Linked DNA regions of Mus musculus: region 2 is linked to region 1. The links are chromatin contacts, called in public HiChIP or PLAC-seq maps. All regions are on one chromosome and are shown on one strand. The core of a region is the stretch at or near the end of the contact, and the rest is flanking DNA. Distances in the headings are between cores, read along the strand shown. Region 1 has its middle 9.4 kb from the start of Rps24. Region 2 overlaps Gm31775 (a long non-coding RNA gene).

Evidence for each region. HiChIP or PLAC-seq counts read pairs in DNA pulled down with a chosen protein or histone mark.
Region 2: an H3K4me3 HiChIP or PLAC-seq map of forebrain shows a contact between it and region 1, with 3 times the contacts expected there. The contact joins two enhancer-like sites. A contact is called at or near these places in 3 of 484 Hi-C or Micro-C datasets (cerebral cortex, nephron progenitors and uterus), 9 of 115 datasets of contacts at active chromatin or transcription factors (bone marrow-derived macrophages, cardiomyocytes, embryonic basal ganglia and 5 more) and 1 of 9 other capture datasets (embryonic stem cells).

Annotation. Positions count from the first base shown.
Region 1 is chr14:24,497,385-24,502,865 of GRCm38.p6, reverse strand. No RefSeq gene overlaps it. Among named protein-coding and RNA genes, the nearest start is that of Rps24, 9.4 kb to the right of the region's middle. Within about 2 kb of position 2,160, at least 89 of the 459 cell types and tissues checked have an H3K27ac peak or open chromatin away from gene starts, as enhancers often do. A contact at or near this core is called in cerebral cortex and forebrain, where this site is marked.
Region 2 is chr14:24,729,566-24,735,189 of GRCm38.p6, reverse strand. All of the region lies in intron 1 of Gm31775 (a long non-coding RNA gene), which reads right to left. Among named protein-coding and RNA genes, the nearest start is that of Gm31838, 49 kb to the left of the region's middle. Within about 2 kb of position 1,634, at least 29 of the 459 cell types and tissues checked have an H3K27ac peak or open chromatin away from gene starts, as enhancers often do. A contact at or near this core is called in cerebral cortex and forebrain, where this site is marked.

The DNA.
Region 1 (5,481 bases), core at 911-3,410:
CTCCTCAGACCTCTTATGCTGAGCATCTGTCCCTTGTCTAACTCTTAGCCCACTTGTGATTTGCACAGGCCATACCACAGCACCCATATGAGATAATGAAGGAGGGAAACCATTGCTGACACTAGAGAACTGCTGCATCCACCAAGCCTTTGCCCATGAGTGCTATGTGTGCTGCCTACTCAAGGCTGTTTATACCGAGTCAAAGTTACTAGCAGCCAAGACCTCCAGTCTACTGAATCTATGGCATAGGAAGTACCAAGGTTGTGATGTCAAGCCTCACCCTCCCAGGGGCCGCCTCTGTGCTAATGATAGACTGTGTGGGAAGACACAGGACAAGGAGGTAGAGAGAATGGAAAAGGTACCACGGAGCTTCATGAACTCAGTGGCTGGGGTGTAGCTCAGATAAAGCATTCTCTCTTCCTGCTTGCTCCATCCCAGCACCACAAGCAAGTATGTATTGAGGGGATGTCTATGTGTGTGGCGAAGGGGGGGATGTCAATGTTTGTGTATGTATTAATGCACCTGAGCGTCTTCAAATGACACATGCTGTCAGGAGGGGCATGAGCTATGGGTAAAGCAGCCTGAAGCCCAGTCCCCTCCTTACCATTAACAAATTGAGAGACCTCAGCAAGTCACTGATACGCTCCACACTTCTGTGGAGGTACTAGATGAGCCAAAAGAGGCCCTCTGGCCGGGCATGGTGGTGCACGCCTTTAATCCCAGCCCTCGGGAGGCAGAGGCAGGCAGATTTCTGAGTTCGAGGCCAGCCTGGTCTACAGAGTGAGTTTCAGGACAGCCAGAGCTACAGAGAAACCCTGTCTCGAAAAACCAAAAAACAAAACAAAAACAAAAAACAACAACAACAACAAAAGAGGCCCTCTGCTTCTCTGGGAAATCAGGTAGTTATCTGGCTTAACCTGTACCCTCTACTGTGGAGAGTTATGACTCAGTGGTCTTGCTGGTGGGGTGGGCAGTTTCTAACCAAATGCTGTGTATCATCAGACACGGTGGGAGTCAGCAGAAGGCTGGAATCTCCCTTGGTATTGGATACTTCTATAGGCTCATATTGGCCAATGCCAGAGGCTCAATGCCTAACTCGGCATTCAACTTCTTCAGTGCGCAGCCACTATAGACATAAGATACCAGTCCTTTGTATTAAGGAGGGAAATGCTGAAGTCACTGTGAGACAATGTATTTTCTGAAGAAACACGTGCAGCCAAGAGGAGACCATGATGTAAATCTTTCCTTCTTCCAAACACACAGAATAGAAATCTATATAGAGGCAAATCCTGGGTGTCTAAGGACCTGAAAAAAAAAAATCCAATTTGGTAGGTTCCACCTTACTGCCTTGCAAGTCCCTGGAAAGGCTTACTGAAACGTACACCAGAGATGGATGTCATGTCACAGCCCCTGCAGTGTCCTTGCACCACATGCCTTTCAGAGTCTGAGCTGGGCTCTTCCCCGGCCCCCTGGGGCAGGACTTGTATGTTGTTATCTGCATGTGTGTATTTACACTTATTTTTAAAAGCAGAGGATCTATAAGCCTGACGCTTCTTCTGTAGGAGGGGAGGATAGACCAGGAGACAGAAAGGGGGGTTGTCGGCTTCCTCCTTTCTTCCCTAGGGCAGGATTTTTAGACATGGAGAGAAAGAGGGGCTGAGAGCCACCTAATGAAAGCTACTCCCTTCAATCTCCTGGGAAACTGGGGCCCAGAGGTGAAGGAAAACTGCCCCAAACCACAAAATGAAGACTCGAAATTGGCTCCTGTTCCCATCTAAACAAGACAACACTATGACACGGAAGCACGTTGAACGCTGAGCCATAATCGGCTACTGGGGTTCTAGTGCTCTGCCCTCCAAAGGAACTGTAAGCTGCCTGGCTGGGCAGCTACAAAAGGGGAATGTTGTTTGCAGAGGATCTTCAGAGACCTTGCCCCACGGATGGGTAGGCATCGCCATGCACATGTGAACAGCAGCAAGCCCTCCAGGTTCAGTTTCACCACGAGGGCTGAATCCTGTAAACAAGATTACCACCCCGGCAGACCTTCCCGGAAGAAGAAAGGCTGACCCCTCAGCTAATCTGGCAGCAGGCTTTCTTCAGGCTTCCCGAGAGCAGCAGCAGCAGCCGCCGGGACAACAAAGCCGGCGATTCCAAGCCTGAATCCACAGTGCCCCCTCGTGGAAGACAGCCGCAGGGACCACTTTTATTCCACCAAGGAAGGTTCAGTATTATGGCTATCAAAAGCATCCATTGCTGGCCCCCACAGTTGTCTCCTCCCCCAATACCCTTAACTTTACTCCGCGCCAAATGTACCTGCCAGGCTTGCTAAAACCCAGGTAACTGGGCTCCACTCTCACTTTCCAGTAGTTGACTGAGTACGGTCCGGAAATTTGCAGATCTAATAAGTTAGCAATTGGTGCTGTGGCTAGAGTGAATACCCATGACCTTCCTTAGCTACTCTGGCTCATTAGGCTGACTATTTAGCTCCCTGTAAACCTCAACATCTTCATCTGCAAAATGGGCTTATTTGTGCCTCCCTCCTAGACTCAGATCCCAGTATAATCTCAATAAATCTGTTCATGTGTTTATCACATGTATATATTTACACGTGCATGCACATATGGAGGCCAGAAGTAGACCTCAGATCTCCTCTCATCATTTAGGCTTAGGCTGGAAAGCGTCCCAGAAATCTGCCTGTGGCTTTCCTGGCACTAGGGTTACGGGTATCCGCTTCAGCCCAGCTCTTCTGTAGGCGATAGGGATTTAAACTCAAGTCCTCACAAGTGCAAGAACTTTATCCACTAAGCATCTCCCTAGTTTTGTGCCCGGAATGTTTATTAGCAGTAGTTGTAGTATTATCATTCATCCACAAGCTTCTCTTGGACAAGACCTGTCACATCGAGAGACATCGGCAGAAAAGACCTTTGTGAACTTTGAGTCCAAGCCTCAAAGCTGTTAAATTTTCAGATGAATGAATGCTCCCACTCCGAGCTACAAAGTGAACACAGGTGAACAGCTGAGTATTTTTAACAAAGCCTCACTACTCAACCCTGCTCTTGTACCTGCTATAGAGGGAGGGGTGGGAGCCCTCTGTTCCCCAACAGCTCCTGCTGCTGGACGCTGAGGAGCAGGAACCGGGCCGGGCCGTTTCCCAGTACACTGCTCAAATACCCGCTCATCAGCCCTCTCCAGCTGTAATCTTCCCATCGTGCCTGATGAGCAGTCAAACGGCTCAAGTATTCTGTGTGGAAAAACTCAGCGTGTGACAAGGACACTCCACTTACTGTTCAATCTCTAATTCTCCACATTTCTTTTACTCAACCAAAATAATGAATGAGAAAAGTCCTCAGCCTGGCACACGGGGTCTTCCTGGGGTTGTTCCCTGCTGACCTTTGGGGGGGGGGGGGGGCGGCTTGCTCCATCAGGTCTTATCCTCCCACTCCCAGCCTGAAGACTATGGGAGACAGGGCCTCAGGTCTGGCATAGGAGGAAAGTCTGGAGAACGGAGGAACAGCTGTGTAGTGCTTTGGGACTCAAGAATTTGTGCTGTCCACATTGATAACCCAGAGTCAGCCAGCTATCTTTGCTGGTCTGAGGTCTGTTCAGAATGGGATTTCTCCTGTAAAAACAGCAGGAGTTAAGGGCAACTGTCTGAAGCCACCTAAACAAATTCAGGATTTCCATCTTTCCCCTGCCCCACCACAGAACGGCCACTCCCTCACGCACCTGCTTAATCATTTTTCATGGCCTTGAATGTGACTCTGCTCTTGAATTTGAGCCAGATCACATCACTTAACCCCATGACCTCCGGAAACCTTCCAGGATCCACGGCCTTACACCAAGTTTGGCTGTGGACTGCCACAATGTCCCAACCTGCTAGCTACTCCAGGAGCCAGACCACAAGATCCTCTATTGGCTTCTTTCCTCCCCAGGTGCCAGATCAGGGACTGGCAGGGCACAGTTAACTTGGTAAATGGGTAATGTGGTTGGCTAGGCTACCTATATTCAGTATCCCTATGGCAGATGGCACCTCACTGACCAATGTCATGCCCAAAAGAAAGCAGCTTGGTGACTGAACATACAGTACTACCTTGGAGTCACAAAACTGCGTCCTAATCCCACCCTCACATGGTACCTCCCCAACCTAAACTACTGGTTGTCAGACCTCACCAGCATCCTTCCAGGTAAATTGTAGACCACTGTGCCCATAATGTACCACTTATAACCCACCTGCCTCAGCTCCAGGAGTTTGGTATAAGTCTTCTTGGACCAAATTAAAATTCTACTTTGGCAAGGAAGGAAAGCAATGAAAGACAACTGAAAGCTACACACACAGGATACTGGGGCAATCTAAAAGCAGCCCCCAACACCACAACGGAGACACTACACTTGCAGAACCATCTCCAGCCTTTCTTCCCACCCTTGATGGTTTCTACATGGAAGGAAGCTCACACACCACACATCAAGTAGGCACAAGGTCTGGAGTTTTGAGCCTTGTGCTCTCGTTCTCATTAATTTCCAGCTAGTGCTAGGCTGGAGGGGCGGTGCATGGGCCTTTTCTGTAGTAAGATCACTTAGTAAGTCACCCTCATGTCAATTGTAATGAGACACGATCAACTTAGATCAACTTTGCATTCTTATAAAGGCTTGCCCAAAGCAGAGCGCGTTATCATAGTTATCAGGGCTGTGCTACAGCTCCCAACACTCCCAAGCTCAGTAGCACAATTGCACACAAACTAGTTCCCCTCAGCCTCACAGTTCTGCCATCCTGAGCCTCAAAATAACTTGATTCAGAATGTCTGAACAGGTACCCTTCAAAGCCCTCGATCTGACATGAACCCAAACATCCAGAGGAATTCAAAGTAGCAGAGGGGACAGACTGATGAGAGTGCTAACTGGCTAGGCAGAGGCTGGTTGCCCACTCAGGCTGCCTACAACCATCACATAGGAAGGTGGACCACAGTGGCTTCAGCTATTTCAAAAATACCCTCTATCAAGGAACACTTACAGGTAGGTAGCCAGTGTGACTTGTTTCTCTGGAGAGCCTGGCCCATGCCTGGAGCTCAGGAAGCATGCCTGTACAACTGTCCCTGCCCACACCAGCCACAGAAAAGGCCCATGCACTTCCTTGCCCCAGCTAGTTATCATCTTTGACACCTGACTTTTAAGAAAACTGGTTTGTCTGGGCACAGGCCTTTAAATCTTACCACTCAGGAGGTAAATCTCTATGCTGCACTCCTTTCAACAGACCAGCTATGTAACTTCCTGCCAACAGCAGTCTCTCCTGTACCCACAGGTTGCTCCTCTGCTCCCATACTCTAACTAAGCAACCGACTCCTGCTCCAGGCTTCCTTGACTTTTTCCAGACAGGGTTCTGTGTAGCCCTAGGTATCCTGGAACCAGACTAGCCTGAGACCTGCTTTGACTCCTGTGCTAGCCTCTGCTGTTTAGTTACCTCATCCTACTCCATATAACCCTAGC
Region 2 (5,624 bases), core at 385-2,884, 230 kb before region 1:
AAGACAGAGCTCAAGGTCACAATGCAAGCCATAAAGGCAGATAGACCACACCTCCCCATCCTAGGATGTCACTGGGAAGCTGGGGCACTGTGCAGGGGACTTAGCAGCTCTCAAAGTAGAGTTAGCTTTCTCATCCATGAGATGAACCCCACAGTGTGATTGGAGGATGACATTAGGTGACCCACACCAGTCTCTTAGATTGCTCTGATGGTCAATACTGTCACATTGACAGGATCTAAAATCATCTAGGGGGCAATCTTATGACCACACCTGTGAGCAATAATCTAGATTAATGTAACGGAGTTGGGAAGACTCACCTTAACTGAGGCAGTACCACAGAGGGTAGCTGGAATCCTGGGTAGAATCAAGGCGAAACCAAGCTAAACACCAGCATCCATTCATTGCTTTCTGATTCTGGACAATCAACAATGATGCAATGACATCAACCACCCACACCCCCTCCCCCGACTGCTAGGATGGACTACGTTCCCTAGAACCATGAGCCAAAATCAGCCCCTCTTTCTTTAAGTTGTCTTTTCCAGGTGTTTTGTCATGACAATCAGGGAAGTAACTCATGTACCTGGTCACAAAAAGAGATTTCCCTTCCCCTCACCTGCCTGTTTCCATACACACCAACATCATTCTGGGTCCAGCGTCTCATCCAGTGTTTGTTCGCAGTGACCCAGGAACTGGGAACAAGGCCCAGTTTCCCTTCACAATGGACAGACCAAGCTGCTATAGCAGGATATCTGGAAAGCAGGTGTCCAGCTCATCCTGACCTGTTGATGAAGGTCAAGTAAGGCAGGACACTGCCATGCAAAGGCAGCCACAAATCCAAGCAGCAGTGACCCATCATAGCTACGTTCCCATCACATGTTCTGTTTCCATGACCTTGCCCTCTTCCTTCAACCTGTGAAACCTTCCAACACATCCAACAACCTCAGTGGCTCTCAGCAAGAAGATCCCTAGCACTTAGGTGTGGCTGAGTTCCACCAACACAAATAGATGGCCTGCAAGAGACACAGGGGGCCTGAAGAGCCTGCTTTGTTTGCATCTCTTGGGCCAACAGGCAGTGGAAACAATAACAAAAATAATGACAGGAAAACTTCCCTGGAACTTCCTGGTGGACCAAGAATGCCACAGGAAACAGCACATTCAATCTCACATTGACTGTGCGAGATGGGTAGTGTTACTATTAGGCCCATTTTACAAGAGAGGAACTTGAGGCTCAGAAAAGTGATGTAAGCTGTCCAAGGTCACACAGTAAATAAGTGCTTTGGGTCATCTGGTTTGAAAGTCCATGTTCCAAACCTTGAACAACTTCATGGAGTCATGCTATAAAGAAGTGGCTGGAAGCCAGAATCTGGGAGGTGAGGGTTGCCAAGACCACCTAGAAAGTGAGCCGTTCATGACAGTGCTACCTTAGAATCCCCCCAGAAGAGGAAAAGTGGAGGTTGGAGCTGTGCAGGATACCCCGGATTGTTTTCATCGTCTCAGATTGCTTGCTGTTGCAGCAAAGCATTACACTAAGAGGGCCTGTGCCTTACACAGGGAGGAAGCCATGGGGTATCCACACCAAGTCCTGTAGCCAGGCTTGGAAGGGTGGCTGCAAAGGGCCCTTACTCCACCCACGAGCTAGGATGAGTCACCATAAGCTGTAAGAAGATCTCAGCACTGGGCCAGCCAGGACCAAAACAGATGACTGTCCCAGTCCTAATTATGGGCTCTAACGAGAAAACGGCAAAATGGTATCCATCTTGTTCAGTTTTTGTCTCTAGACGTGGGCTGACAGGCTGGTGCAGCGTAAGTAGACTGAGAGAAGGGAGAACAGTTGAGAACACTTGCTTGCCTTTGCCAAGGACCCAGGCTTGGTTCCCAGCCCATACATCAGTGGCTCACAACCTCCTGTAACTCCAGCTCCAGGGGATCCAACACCCTCTCCTGACCTCCACAGACACCTGCTTGCATGTAACACGCATACATGCAACCAGACACACATGCATACACATGAAATAAAATAAGTCATTTTTTAAACGAGTGAACAAAGTGGATGGGAAGAAGCCAGTGTCTCTCAGCTTTGACACTGTTGGGTTTAGGGGTGAATAACTACGAGCTGTAGGGGTGTCCTGGGTGGCAACATCTGGGTCTCTGAGGCCCTCCAGATGCAAATGTTCATCTTCTATGCTATCACATCCAAAATTGCCCCCAGGACCCTCTCTCACATGTAAAACAAAATCCTAAGCTTATGTCACTAACTGAAAGAGGAACCCCAATATTTATCTATATGTCCAGTGGGCAGGGGTTGTCCCAGCACCAGAAGCTCGGAAGGGCAGAAAGGATGCTGAGCAGCTTCGGAGCTCTGTGATGAGAGGGGAGAATGGAGTTGGCGTTGGGTTGGCCTGGTGGTGGTGGTGGTGTTGGAGTAACGTTAACAGCAGACCACAGACCACAGGGCAGGCATGACTGAGAAGGTGAGAGGAGATTCAGACCAGACACCAGCCAGGGACAAAATAAAATAAAATAAAAGCCCAAGGCTCGGTAGATTGAACAACAGAAATCCCCATGCAGTTCTTGGATTCTTTGACAGGTGGCCTTGCAAAGCTGCCCCCTCTCTCAGCTTTGAGGCCAGCTCCGTGAAGTGTATTCTCCCACCCAGGAGGGCTGTGGATCAAGGTGGTCTTAGCAGATCTTCTCGGATGAATTAGCTGGTGACATTGAAGCTATAAATCAGCTTTCTTATTATCACACACACACACACACACACACACACACACACACACGTGTGTGTGTGTGCACTTCCCTACACTGATTTGTTTGTTTCTGAAAAATCCTTTCCACCCACACTGAGCTGGGATTACAAGAGATAGGACTGACTCAGCCATTTCCCTGTCTCTAGCATAAAAAGCTCTAAAAAGAATAATTTAAGCTTCTCTGGAGTGAGGTCATTTAATGAATCTTCTCAATGCTAAGAGGTTTTATATGCCTTTTTAAAAACCCTCCCCCAAGCACAGGGCTATGATATTACCTTGGAGAGCCAAGAGATGGAGTGATACACGTATGCACAGCACACTGGGAGGAAGGAGGTGGTTTCCTTGGCAACAACATCCATGTTCTGGCTTCCCTTGGCTAAATTGGAATATATTGAAATATCTGCTTTGGGCGCCCCTCTCCCTCTCTCTCTCGAAGGGAAATGAGTGGTTTTCCTATTCCATAAGCCTGCAGCTGGGGAGAGATGTTCTGTGAGTTTGATGCATCTGAATGGGGCTAAGCAGCCTGAAGGCTGGCAAAAGTCCTCAGCTTGGCTTTGCAAAACCCAAGCCATACTTCTTTGAGCCAAGGGGAGAAGAAAAAAGAAGCAAAGGAGGCCTTACCCTTCTAGTCCAGACGAAAGCCTTACCCTTCTGGTCCATCTTAGGCTGCCTGCATACCTGCCTCTCTGGTGTGTTTCTGGGCAAACCCAACTTTACAGCCTCCAAAATCTGTGTACTATGTCTGCAATGGACAGAGGCTGGAAGGAAAACAGTGGTCTTCAGATCAGATCTGTTCACATCCTTGCCATAGGAACACAGCTACATACCCAAAGCAGGGTACCCACACAGAGAGGATGATAGTGTCATGTCTGTGGACTTGAGTCTTCGGCCTGACTTAGCATAAGTTCTGTGAACTCTATAACCTCAGTTCCTTTTCTGTAAGGTAGATGCAGGCATTCTTCCTCCAAGGGTCAGATAAGGTGAGCTGTACAATCCCTGGCCCCTTGGAGACATTTCATTCTGTTTTCTTCCTCGTGTCAAGAAGTAAACAACATTCTATATCTTTCCAATAAGGGAGATTTACCAGAAGGAAGAGAGTGTCTTGGAGAGCAGGAGAAACTTCACCCCAAGAGCCCACGTCTCTTTATTTGCATAGCTTTGTTCATAGGGTGCTATTATAGAGCTCAGATGGCCAGACTGGGAAGAGTTTGAATAGAACAGAGAACAGATTCAGGTATAACTTGAGAGCCAGCCACCAGCCTCAGAGGGAGGGGGACAGGACAGGACAGGGCCAGACAGGAGAATGGATAGGAACATTAGCCTTCAGCAGGGCCAAGGAGGACTAACAATTAGAAGTCAAAGTTTGTCGAGGAGGCCAGCTGTGTGTCCCTGGGACATGGCCTAGAACATGGTTTGTTCTCTCCAAGACTCAGGTTGAATATTTTTAAATTTTTAATTGCAACTATTTTGTATGGGAGGTGATGATATGTGTCAGGGTGGGGTGTGGGTAGGGGTGGGTGTACATGCCAGAGTATGTGTGTGGAGGTCAGAGGACAATATTAGAAAAGTAGTTCTCTCCTTCCATCATGGTCAACTCAGGTCATAAGTCTTGGCAGCAAGTACCTTTACCCAACGAGCCATCTTGCTTGCTCCAAGACATTAGAATTTGATTGTCATCACAGCAGTATTACCTACTTTTCACTCCCAGGACAATCTTCCTAGAGCCTCTGTTAAAATTGATTCAAACATACCAGGACCCAGGATTCCTACATGAAATCCAGATTCCAAAATTAGTCCTAGAGAGGTTGTGGATAGGACTTCATCTCAGTTCGTTTCCCAATATGAGTATATAAAAGCTTGGAGGAAAATTCTCTGAGCTGTGTTTGTGGTCTGCAGAGTAACCACCCTTTCCTCCAGTCAGAGGGTGGCAATGTGGAAAGATGTATGGATCGGCAGCAGCTTGTGAAGTCCTACCACCCGTGTGTTGGTAGTTTCTAATTCTGTGTCCTTTGGCCATCTGTGAAAAACAGATTTGCTACATAGCAGAAGCTCCAAGCAATGGTTCTCAACCTGTGTGCCATGACCCCTTAGGAGGTCTGTATTAGTCAGGGTTCTCTAGAGTCACAGAACTTATAGATAGTCTATATATAGCAAGGGAATTTGTTATGATGACTTATAGTATGTAGTTCAACTCCCCAACAATGATCAGCTGTGAATGGGAAGTCCAAGAATCTACTAGTTGCTCAGTCCCATGAGGCTAGTTATTTCAGCTGGTCTTCAGTAGAAGTAGATTCCAATAGATGTGTTGGCAAGTAAGTGCAAGCAGGTGAAAAATAACAAGTCCTCCTTCTTCCAAAGTCCTTATGTAGGTCTCCAGAAGAAGGTATGGCCCAGATTAAAAGTGTGTACCACCACACTGGGACCTGGGACTTGTTTTGTCCCAGGCTGACCTTGAACTCAGAGATCTCCCTGCCTCAGTCTCCTGGGATTACAGGCATGTACTACCTCACCTGGGCCTAAGCTTTTCATGGCCACTATGCCTCAAGATCTCCATGATCTTGAGGCATAGATCCAAGAGCTCCCAGATCCAGGTCAGAAACTTTTATCTCCCAGCCTCAAGATCTGGATCACAGATGAGCCCTCCAATTCTGGATTGTAGTTCATCCTATATATACTCAGGTTGACAACCAGGAATAGCCATTACAGGGTTAAAGGACCTTTTCACGGGGACCACCTAAAACCATTGGGAAACACAGCTATTTACGTTACAATTCATAACAATAACAAAACTAAGGTTATGATGTATCAACACAAATAACTTCATGGTCAGGGTCACCATAACCTGAGGAACTATATTAAAGGTTAGGAAGGTTG